Regions from separate parts of the Mus musculus genome. Here region 1 is linked to region 2. Evidence: chromatin contacts called from public HiChIP or PLAC-seq data. All regions are on one chromosome and are shown on one strand. The core of a region is the stretch at or near the end of the contact, and the rest is flanking DNA. Distances in the headings are between cores, read along the strand shown.

Evidence for each region. HiChIP or PLAC-seq counts read pairs in DNA pulled down with a chosen protein or histone mark.
Region 1: a contact with region 2 is called in a FOXA1 HiChIP or PLAC-seq map of pancreatic cancer cells. The contact joins two enhancer-like sites.

Annotation. Positions count from the first base shown.
Region 1 is chr17:28,693,679-28,699,407 of GRCm38.p6, reverse strand. The region is part of intron 1 of Mapk14 (mitogen-activated protein kinase 14); the gene reads right to left. Among named protein-coding and RNA genes, the nearest start is that of Mapk14, 5.2 kb to the right of the region's middle. Within about 2 kb of position 1,412, at least 185 of the 459 cell types and tissues checked have an H3K27ac peak or open chromatin away from gene starts, as enhancers often do. A contact at or near this core is called in pancreatic cancer cells, where this site is marked.
Region 2 is chr17:27,796,889-27,802,710 of GRCm38.p6, reverse strand. All of the region lies in intron 1 of Ilrun (inflammation and lipid regulator with UBA-like and NBR1-like domains), which reads left to right. Among named protein-coding and RNA genes, the nearest start is that of Ilrun, 21 kb to the left of the region's middle. Within about 2 kb of position 2,505, at least 231 of the 459 cell types and tissues checked have an H3K27ac peak or open chromatin away from gene starts, as enhancers often do. A contact at or near this core is called in pancreatic cancer cells, where this site is marked.

The sequences.
Region 1 (5,729 bases), core at 163-2,662, 900 kb before region 2:
CAACATCTCAGATAACACTGTTACTTTTTAAACCTTTTGCCTGGTATCAGTATCATTTAACATTGAGTCGCTCATTTCAAAAGAGATCACCCAACCATAGGGCACTCAGAACACGACATAAGGAATCAGAAACCTAAGCAAGCCAGACTGCAGCATCACACAAGGGCAGAACTGGGGAGACAGTTCAGTCAGAAAAGTGCTCCAGCAGCAAGTATGAAGGCTGAGTTTGATCCCAGTATCAACATAAACCAAACAACATCAGCAACAAAAAACAGGTAGGAGACGATGTGCCTGGAAACAGGAAGATTCCTGAGGACCTCTGGCCAGCTAGTCTAAGCAATCCATGCACTCCAGATCCAGTGAGAGATACTATCAAAAAATAAAGTAGAAAGTGATAGTCGACAATAACTGAAGTTAACCTCTGGTCTTTGCATATATGCAAACACACATGCAAGAACATTTACACACACACACACACACACACATACACACACACACAATCAGGTAATCACAACTATGTCAACACAAGATGTCAACATCAGAATTGCACAATGATTACTAGGGAGTTGGATTTTTCTTTCTTTTTTTACAGATGAGAAAGAACTAAAGTCTTCACTGGCAACTGGTAGATTAAACGATGTATTTCTAAACCTAGGTTCAAGGAAGTTAGAGCTAGCAAAAGCCCTAAGTGAAGTTTAAGGGGGAAGGGTAAAGAGGAGTCACCTACTGAAGATACTAAGAATAAAAAAATTATTTCTGGGAATTAAATTAGATCTGCTACAGGAATGCAGTAATACAAGATGAACTCAGTACTCGCACAAGCCAGACACCCCAAGCTGCGTGTTACAGGAAAGAGCAAAGGCCTGATTATGAGCATGACAATGGTCCAAGTGGATCCGAGCAAAGGGCTCAAGATCAAGACCAATTACTCTCACACCCCATTTAACTAAAACAGCCTCCCAGAGCCTTCACACATCAAAAGAGGTTTTGTTTTGTTTTCTGACCTCTTGTGGGCACACGCTGATGTCATCCTTTCCAGATCTGAATCACCAGATGGAAATGGTTCTCTGACACAGATTTCCAATACATACCCTGGCATCAAGCTGCCCTAGATTTGACAAGCTACTAGAATGTCACTTGAAAGGGGAAGGGCTGTCTTTAGAAATATAAAGGTAGTTTTGAGATGATGACACTGAACAATATGAAAGAAAGAAAAGCTACAAAGACTTCCAAAGCAACCTAGGTCTCTTCCTGCTTTTGTGTGTGCATGTGTGTAGGTCAGAGGTTGACCTTAGGTGCCTTCCACCGTGTTTTGAGAAAGGGTTTCTCACTGAATCTGGACCTCACTAACTTGGCTAGGCTAGCTGGCCAGCTAGTCCAAAGGCTCCACCCATCCTCCTGTCTCTGCACCCCAGCACTGAGCTCACACATGTGCTGTGTCCGGCTTTCACATGCTGTCTAGATCCAAGTCACGGCCCCATGCTTTCACGGCAAGCACTATGGCACCTCCCCAGGTCCCTTGCTTTCTTTGGACTTTATAAACAACGCTTAACACTACCAATACTAAGCTAAAGAACTTATGACAACAAAGGAGCAACTGCTGCTGTTTTAGGTAAGCTGTGGCCTGCAAGCTTGGGGACACAACCAGTATACACCTGCAGTAGGGCACACACACAGCTTCCTTCACGTCACAAGCACAGTGGCAACCCCACTAAGATCTACAAGGAGGAGGTTTTGAGGGAAACAAGGAAATCTGTAATCACATTGTTCAGTGTGACAGGAGCAAACATGTTCAGGGTCTACAGTTAGTCAGACAACAGGTCTAGACAGAATAAACATTTGTTCTATTACCTTTCTGTTATGTTGCCATGGGAACCTGTTTTCAGGAACTTACTTTCTGCAACCAGATGATAAAGCAGTGTGTGTAGGCGGGATGTGTGTGTGTGTGTGTATGTGTGTGTGCGTGTATAGAGCGAGCGAGAGAGAGAGAGAGAGAGCGAGCGAGCGAGAGCAAGAGAGCCAGAGAGTGTGCAGCACATGAAGACAGCCAAGACAGGACAGAGCAGAGCTGTTACAAGGTATCTGTAGACAGGTATTGGTCACATCTATTCAAGTTAACATTCCTTGGAGTCTTACAGACAAAAACATCAGTGCCAAGTAACACAATGAGGGAAAGGCAGGAATGGAAAACAGACACAGAACCAAAGATTAAGATAAATGTGATTTTAAATGCTCGGATACTCTGAGGAAGATACAAGTGACTTAAAATATGAGCAAGTATTAAGAAAAAGCCTGGAAGTCAAAGATGTTAGAAAACACTCAGCCTGCCAGCAGCTCCTCTTTCTTTTTCAGCTGAACTCAGCAGCTAATCTCTTTGATCCCTTCCTTTTGGCAGCAAAACCCTTCAACAACAAACAAACAAACAAAAAAAAAAAACAAAAAAAAATTTTGAAGTAAGCATGTTATTTAGAGAGCTGAAGTGGAGTACCCTGAATTTCCGAGCTCAACAAAAATTCTGGCTCTGGCACTTTTGGACTTGTGGATGAAGAGTACAGGGCATAGGTCAAGTCCCTGCCATGATTTATCTCTCTTGTGCTTACATAAACCACAAACAGTTTAGTTAGTGCCTCGATCAGTTAAGGAACAGAAATGAAAAGCTAGGGAGCTAGACCCCAGCTCTGCTCTGTCTGCAACCCACCTTGGCTTACTTTTTCAGCACAGAAGTTGGTCTTTACAAAGGCAAATATGACCAGGTAGGATTCCTAGCAGCTGCAAACCCTCCCCCTTCTGATTGCTCCCAGATCCATTCAGCTCTAGCTGATGGTCATACAGCACAGGGTCTTCTGTTAACCCCAGCTCATCCACAGAACTAGGCTAAAACGCCAGCCTGGAGGCTGGAGTGCAGCTCACTGGATCCCATGGTTAGTGTGCACCAGCCCCCAGGGTTCCGTTACTAAAGATGCAGAAGAGAGAGAGAAGGAAAAGCAACCCACCTACTCTAGAAAGAGAGGGACTGATAATGCCTTAAATGAAGATCATGATAAACCAAAGAATCACATTAAGATGCCAGTTAATACGAAAGTGACAGCATCCAGGGAACTCCTCGACATTTGAGTCCTAAGCTTTAAGGGTTTAGCACAATTCCCAACATTGTCCACAGAAGGCAAAGCCAACACATATCATCTCTGAGGCTGAATTAAAGAGAAATCAAAAGAATACTCCTCAATATTCAAAACTGAAAAGTGGCAGAACTCAGAGGCCTGGGGTGTAGTGCTCATCATGAGTGGGAAACGGAACTCAACAAAATAAACTCTACAGCTAGCTCAGCTGAACTCTCCTCCATCCATACAAACCATTGCCGGGAGCTGGGGAAGAGATGCTTAGTGGTTATGAGCACTGGCAAGGGCTTCTGGTGGCTCACAACCTTCTGTAACTCCAAGTCCAGAGGATCCAATACCCCCTTCTGGGCTCCAGAGGCACCAAGCACTTTGTGGTGTAGAAATACACATTCAAACAAAACATTCATACAAATAACAATAAATAAATCTAAACACATACACACACACACACACATACATACACACACACACACACACACACACACACACACACACCCTCTTGCCAATCATATTTGGTGGGCACTTTTTGTTTATTTATTGTTTTTCTTGAGAAAGGGCACTGAGTTCACTCTGCTGAGTGAGGCTAGGTTGGCCTCAAACCTAAATGCTTATTAAGACTGGTAACATCCAGTTAACTAGTCTACTTTTAGTCACAAAACAGTAAATGGGAGATAGGTCAGCTAAAGCAGCTTGGTGGCCCACTCCTATGACCCTAGCATTAGAGAGCCTCAGACAAGTGGATCAAGAGTTCAAGACCAGAAGGCTGTGTCCTGAAGGAAAGTAGGAAGAAAGGCAGGAAGGGAAGGAAGAGAGACCGGCTATTATTACAACTAATAGTAAAGGCCCAGCCTTCTCGGTCGTCAAGAGTGAAAAGTCATACCTAATTGTGGAGTTTTATTTTTTTTCCCTGGCTAATTAAAACTAATGGTGAATGGCTATTAATACTTAAAAAAAAAAAGCTTCATTTATTTTTGTTATATTTACTGGAATAATCTTGTCCTATATAGCATGCTAAATCAGATTTAGTTAGAAGAAATTACCATGTTTAGCTACAAGTTTGTTACATGTCTACATGCCGATCATAAACTAAGCATCTCCATGCCTACAACACAGCAAGCAACCCATAAAATGCAGCCATTAAATCCATCCATTCTTCTACAAGCCCAATGACAAAATGAGCTGTCTCGTTCTGTACTTTTAGCTCAAGAATCTAGCCTTGATTCTAGCCAGAGTTTGGTGTTATGTAATCCAGACTAATGAATAAATAGCTGTGAATGATCTAGAAGTAATTCTTAATTCTCACTCCCAAGGCATGGTACCCAAGTGTGTCCAGCAAGGGGCTGGAGAGCCCCTTTCCCCAGAGGAAAGACACTGACGTTCCCGTTTGTATTTCCTTAAATTCACCACAAAGATTTTCCCCTATGTCCCAAACCACACAATCAATGCTTTGCAACAATGTGGTCTTAATGATTTTGCTTGTTTCCCTTTTCAGGCAGTAAATACAGTTCCTTAAAACTTAGAGAACTTAGTTTAGTTCCCTTTACACTTTTAAAAAGAAAGATATTTGTAAAAACAAGCCAATTCTCAATTTCTAGACTCTCATTCAACTTTGAGTCACAGTTGGTAATACTACAGTTTGCTGCTTGTTTTTTGTTACTGTCGCTCACTGCATAATACAAATTAAAATTAATCTTAAACTTAAAAGAAAAAAATTAAGTTACAAATCAAAGTGTATCATGTCCAATTCAGAGATTCCTTTTTTGAAGAGACTTCAGGTCCCTCCTGACTTATTCCACTGTCACCAGTAGAACAGCCTCCTCTCTTCTCAAGAGCTCAGTTTAAATCCCCCTCAATTATATCCATTCAAATGGACTTCATTATTCCCCAACATCAAACTATCTCAGAGAACGAAGGTGAAGAAAGGGAACACAGGCCTCAAAGTGGATTAAAAAAGAAATTCAAGAAGTCAGGTGTAGTGTTGCAAGTCTTTAATCCAGGCACTCTGAGAGGCAAAGTCCAGCTGATCGGAGTTGGAGGCCAGTCTGGTCTACAATGTGAATTCTAGGACAGCTCATCTCAAAAAACAAACAAAAAAGTATTTTTCAGTCACACCTAAAAAGCTAATTGAAAACACAATTTCAAATAACTTGAGAGAAGTTAACACTTGCAAATCTAACTGAAGGTGACATTTGCTGGGTCACACACAATTTCAGCTATCTTTTCCTCATCAATAGGCTACATAGTAAATCTCTACGCTAGAAACTACACCTCTCTGGAATGTCAGGCAAGGAACTAAACAGTGGTTGTCTCTGGAAGACCAGCATGCAGGGCTGAGAGCAGAAACAGGATTTTTGCTGCATACCTTTTGGGCCCTTATTTCAAGCAACCTGCTTTGTGTGGTGCACTGCTGCTGGGGCTGGAATGCAGGGCCTCCCACAGGCAAGGCCAGGGCTGTCCCACTGCGTTCCATCACTGGGCCAGCACTACCTATGTTTAAGAAGCTGTTTGGTAGAAGTCTATTTAATTGTGAGGTTGTGCTCAATTATATTACACAGAAAACAGCAGCACTAGAGGAAGTGGAGTTGGTTTCACTGTGGCACTTCACTGTGA
Region 2 (5,822 bases), core at 1,256-3,755:
ATAAAGATTTATTTATTTCATATATGTGAGTACACTGTCTTCAGACATACCAGAAGAGGGCATCGGATCTGATCCCTTTTACAGATGGTTGTAAGCCACTATGTGGTTGCTGGGAATTGAACTCAGGACCTCTGGAAGAGCAGTCAGTGCTCTTAACTGCTGAGCCATCTCTCCAGCCCCTGAGTTCCCTCCTAAGTGATGGGCTTGCAGCATAGACTGCCTACATTCTGGGCTGCTTTGTTTTAGCAAGGTCTCCCTCTAGCCCATGCTGGCCCAGTCTGGCACCACAGTGGTACAGCTTCTCCTGTTTCAGCCTCTGGTGTGCTGGATCACAGGTATCACCTGTGCAACCTAAGCTAGTCATAAAATGATAAGGACTCCTAGATTGGCAGTCAGAGCTACAGTCCCGGCTGACACAGTTGGGTCCCAAGGCCTGCCTGAGCTACAGAAGTGCCCGGCACTGCATTTAGTGAGTCCTTGCTTTAAAGGAAGAAAAGTAATTTTTCAAAGCCCATTTATTCTGAAATGCATAAAAAAATGTTTGAGTCGTTTTACACGTCTGAGCCCTCAATGCTTGTCTAAAGCATGTGATGCCTAGGGTATGAAGATGTTAACGGAACTCGAGTATGCAGTAGACCTTTGCAAGAGCTGTTGTTTGTTGCATTTGCAGTGCTGAGATTGAACCAACCTATAATACCATAACCTTTATTTCTAGGGAAAAACTGTTGGATGGCATACCATGGCATATTTATGGTGGTCAGGGACAACTTGGTTCCTAGGTCCCCTGTAGGACCTAGGGACCAAGCTCAGGCTGCTAAGGTGATAGCATATAATTTATCCAGTATGTCTCCCTCGATCTAGTATATAGCTTTTATTTTTTTTTGTTTTATTCCATTTATTTCTTTTGTGTGTATATTTGTTTGTGCACGTGTATCAAGGCTGTTATGTGGAGTCAGAGGACAGCCTGCCTCTCCTCTCCCACCTTGTACTCAGGCCGCCGTGGTTGGAACAGATGCTGGCACTTGCTAAGCCATCTTTATGGTCCGTGTGTGTGTGTGTGTGTGTGTGTGTGTGTGTGTATGTATGTACATGTGCGTGTGTCCTTGTTGATGTGTGCACACAGTGCCAGGGCTGTGGAGGCCAGTAGAGGGTATGTGGTTCTATGGTTGTGATTGTCTCATATATAATGTTTGTGTGCATGTATGTCTGTGCATCATATGCATGCAGTACTCTAGGAAGCCAGAAGAGGGTGTTGGAGTCTTTGGAACTGAAGTTACAGACTGAACTTGTGGGTGTGGGGAATTGAACCCAGGTTTCTTTGCAAGATCAGTAAATATTCTTCTATCCAGCCCTGTATGGAACTTTGGGTTTTGTTTTTTTGGTTTTTTTTATGTTTTTATTTATTTATTTTTTTTTTTTGAGACAGTCTTTATGTAGTACTGGCTAGTCTATAGCTTGCTGTGTAAACCAGGCTGTACTCAGATTCACAGACATCCTCCTGCCAGTCCCTCCCGAGTGCTGGGATTAAAGACCTGCACCCCTACGCCCTGCCTGTATGTAGCTTTTTAAAGTTACTTGTTTCATAACCACCGTGCAGTGGCCAATATCCACTGACTTCAGGTTGCACTTGCAGCTGAGGTGAGTGGCCTGCTCCGGGTTTGTTAGTGTAGTAGCTAGCGTTGGGTGTGTTGCACACTATAGAACTTACCTTTTTAAAGCTTGGAGACAAGCATACGGTTGGTTACTTCCTCTGTGGATGTTCTCTTATGTGGACATGTGTATGCCAGAGCTTGCTTTCATATCATCTCCAGAGATGGCATGGCCAGCCGGCACGTTCCTCAGGGGAAATGAAACTAAGCCACTTTGAGGCTGGTCCCTATGGGAAGCACAGTGTCCCAAGATCTCACAGGCAGGAATTCTTAGACACAACAGAAACATTTAATCAAAGAGATTGTAAAAGGTATATGATATTTCTTAGCAAAGCCCATAAATTCTGCCTTTATTATATTTCCTAATTTTTACAGCAATAACAGCTAAATTATAGGATAAATTGTGTATTCAGATACTTTTTGGCAACTTTAAAAAAATCAAACCTTTGTATTTTTTAAACCAAGAAACACCTCTTTGACAGTCTTAGGATCAAATCAGTTTGAAATTCTGCTTAGTTGCAGATTTATCTGCTCATACCATAACTCACTATCTGAGTTTCATGACAAACCAGAACCGTGTGTAAGGAGCGCTGTGTCTGGACATGCTTTGTGCGGTCATCCTGTGGTGTTTGGGGCAATCCACATTGTCTCCTCACAGTGGCTCAGAATTTCCAGAAACTGTAGTTACCATAGATACAGCGATTGTAAATCATTTCAGGAAATTAAATCCAGCGACCAAAACAAGGAGTTATTCTAAACCTGCTCTTTTGACCGAAACGTGAGTTGTTGGACCCCGAGGTGTGTGACGGAAGTGACTCAGCAGAGTGCAGCCTCAGGTTACATGCACAGTCTGCCTTTGTCCTCCTGAGTACACAGTGCAGTGCACATACACAGCACCGCCCTCAGACTTCGCCTCAGAGGTTTGCATTGCAATAAGTTCCTGTAACAATGTGGCTTCCATCTGCAAATTCATCTTAATACTTAGCAGCTTGAACCTGGACTGACTGAGGCAGATTACAGGGTCCTTCTGGGGACCCCTGCTTCCGGAGCACTTCCATCTTCACAGGAAGGAGGAGTGCCTTCCTGCCTTGGGCCTTGTTCTCCTCAGACTCGAGTGCTACCCGAGTGAAAGCAGACAGGAGGCCTGGCCAGAGCAGATCTGCTGCTAACTAATTGGATTTCCCTTTGCAGTGTGCCTTGGTGTGTGTGTCCGAGAGCAGAGGACGGCCACACTGGGGGTAGAGCATATGTTCCACAGCATAGGGGCTCCACAGGGCTAATCCTGCCAGGCTGTGGTCCTCCTTACAGTTGCACACTATGTCATTAGAATGAGTGTTTTATGCTTAGTGGCCTGGTGTTTTTCTTTTTTCTTTTCTTTTCTTTTTTTCTTTTGTGTGTGTGTGTGTGTGTGTGTTTCACTACTGGGGTTAAGACTATGGCTGTGTGTATACTCAACACTACCCCTGAGCTGTTCCCTCTGCCCAAGAAAAGCATTTTTTTTTAAAGATTTATTTATTATTATATATACATACACTGTTGCTGTCTCCAGACACACCAGAAGAGGTGTCAGATCTCATTATGGGTGGTTGTGAGCCACCATGTGGTTGCTGGGATTTGAACTCAGGACCTTTAGAAGAGCAGTCAGTGCTCTTACCTGCTGAGCCATCTTGCCAGCCCCGAAAAGCATTTTTTTTAACTCTGTAGATTTTTCTCTCTTTTCTTTTCCATCCCTGCCCTCTGCATTTACTGTGTGCATGTGTGTGACTACATAGTAGCCACAGCTCATGTGGCAGTCAAAGGAGTGCTTGTCAGGAGGCAGGCAGGCCTCTCCTTCTGTTAGTCAGGTTGTAGTGGCTAGCACATTGTCAGGCCTGGCACCAAATGCCTTTACCTAGTGAGCCATCTTACCAATCCCCTTCATATCCTCTCTGCTTTTGGGGGACTGGTGTCTCATATTGTAGCTCAGTCTAGTAACCTAGAACTTACTGTGTAGCCCAGGCTGGCCCCAAACTCCTGACAGTCCCCCTACCATAGCCTTTTGAGTACTGCGACTACAGACATCAACTCCCATGTCTGACTAGATGTTTCCTTTTGCTTTAGTTGATCTAAATTTCCCTGTACCTGAGAGCAGGCAGGGTCTCATGTGGCCCTGGTTAATAATCTTGAACTCGATATGTAACAGAGGCTGGCCTTTTAAAACTCCTGCTCCTTCTGTCTCTGCTTCTCGTGTATTGAGCTTACAGACATGCAGCACAATGCCCAGCTTGTAGTTTCAGTTCTTATGTTTTCTAATGTGTATGGGTATTTTGCCTGAATCTGTGTAGTAAAACACACACACACACACACACACACACACACACACACACACAGAGACACAGAGTGTGTTAGCTACAAAGTGGGTGCTTGGTATTGAACCAGGATCCTCTGAAGGAGCAGCAAGTGCTCTTCACCACTGAGCCGTGTCTCCAGCCCTGTGTGTGAGTAACAGTGCTTGCTCCCAAGCCTGAGGACTGGAGTTCATTATCCGTAGTCACATGGTGTTGGGGAGAACTAGGTCTAACAAGGTGTCCTCTCATCTTCACGTTGTTCCGGCAGCGGTACATTCATGCGTTCATGTAAACACACACTTAGTTTTTCAAAGTTCATACAGCATTTTCAATTGTAACTTTTTTTGGGTGAGTGGGGTGTACAATCTTGCTATTGTAGCCCAGGCTGGCCTTGAACTTGTGATAGTCCTCTTGCCCCTACCTTCCTGGTACTGAGTTCCAGCACTTGGGACTCAGGCAACTGGGTCTCTGAGTTCAAGGCCAAACTAGTCTATTTATCTGAGCTCCAGGACAGCCAGAGCTACATAATGAGACTCTTGTCTGGAAAAAAAATGTCTGTGGTAGTGACAGAGTATTTCAGTCATCCCATGGTACAGTTCCCAGACAGGAACAGTCCTATGGTATCCCACCCTCCCCACTGCCCATCCATCCTTTGTCAGAAGATTTTTTGAGACAGAGTTTCTCTTTCTAACAATCCTGGCTGTCCTAAAACTTTGTAGATCAGGCTGGCCTCATACTCAGAGATCCACTGATTCTGCCTCTGGAAGGAGGGGAATAAAGGCGTGTGCCATCAAAGCCTACATCTTCAGAATATTTTTGACTGAACTTATATTGAAGACTGTTTCAGCCTAGAAGCTCTGAGGAAGACTGGGGCAGAGGCTTTCTTGCAGGCAGTGTTCTTTCTTCCTGGTGACCAGCAGCAGAATGTGTGTTTGGAGACAGGCGTGTACATGCTGGCACTGAGTGGGAGCTGATTGAGCTAGTCTTGCTCTTGCTGGCCCAGGATCTGCAATAATCTGACTGGAGCCTGAGGAGGCGTGCCCAGCCGTGTCTGATGGCTGCAGGCGGCTCTCTGCCTTGTGTCTAGGAAGTGATTTGCTCGGCCACCTCCCTTTGTTCCAGGTCACTCATTTGAAGTTTCGGCTTTACGAGGCCCTTGGTCTTTTCTGGCTGAGTTCTGCACCAAGCAGGTGTGGGTGAGGAATTGCTTTGGCTGTGGGATGAACTGGGGATGTGGAGGGGCTTGAGGAAGGGAGCGTGGCTCTTGTTAGTGTGCCGTCTCCGGTGCTCAGGGAGGCTGACCTGGCGACACACCCACAGATAACACAGGACACAATTTGCTGGGAGAATTGCCAATTCTCTTGAATGTGCAAGAGTTTGTCCCTACTAGCAGAGGACCCTGCAAGAGACCAAGGCAGAAAGTAGTCTTTATTCTAAAAATGGACACAACTTTTACTAAATGTTTTCAAATGAGCAAATTGAAAGTATTTTCTCTAGCTTGCTCTTTAGTCCTTAAGGGTAGGGCTGATGGCTGACGTGCCTTGGAGTCTGTTTGTGGGCCGCCTTAGGTTTACCAGGCGCTATGTATGTATGGTTTTGATCATTGTTATCTCCAAAGGGAACTGCTGAAAAGACTGAAGTCCAAGCCTTTGTATGCAGCAGGGAGTGAGCAGGTGCAGCTTGGCTACTGGCCCAGCTCTGCTCCATGTAAATTTCATCAAGCACATGGGACAGGCAGGCAGCTGGTGTCGTAATCCAGTCCTCACTGATTAGTGTGACGAACCACCATTACATGATCCTTGCTCTAAGTATAGCCTGCCTTTCTGGCAGCTGCAAACACCTGGAG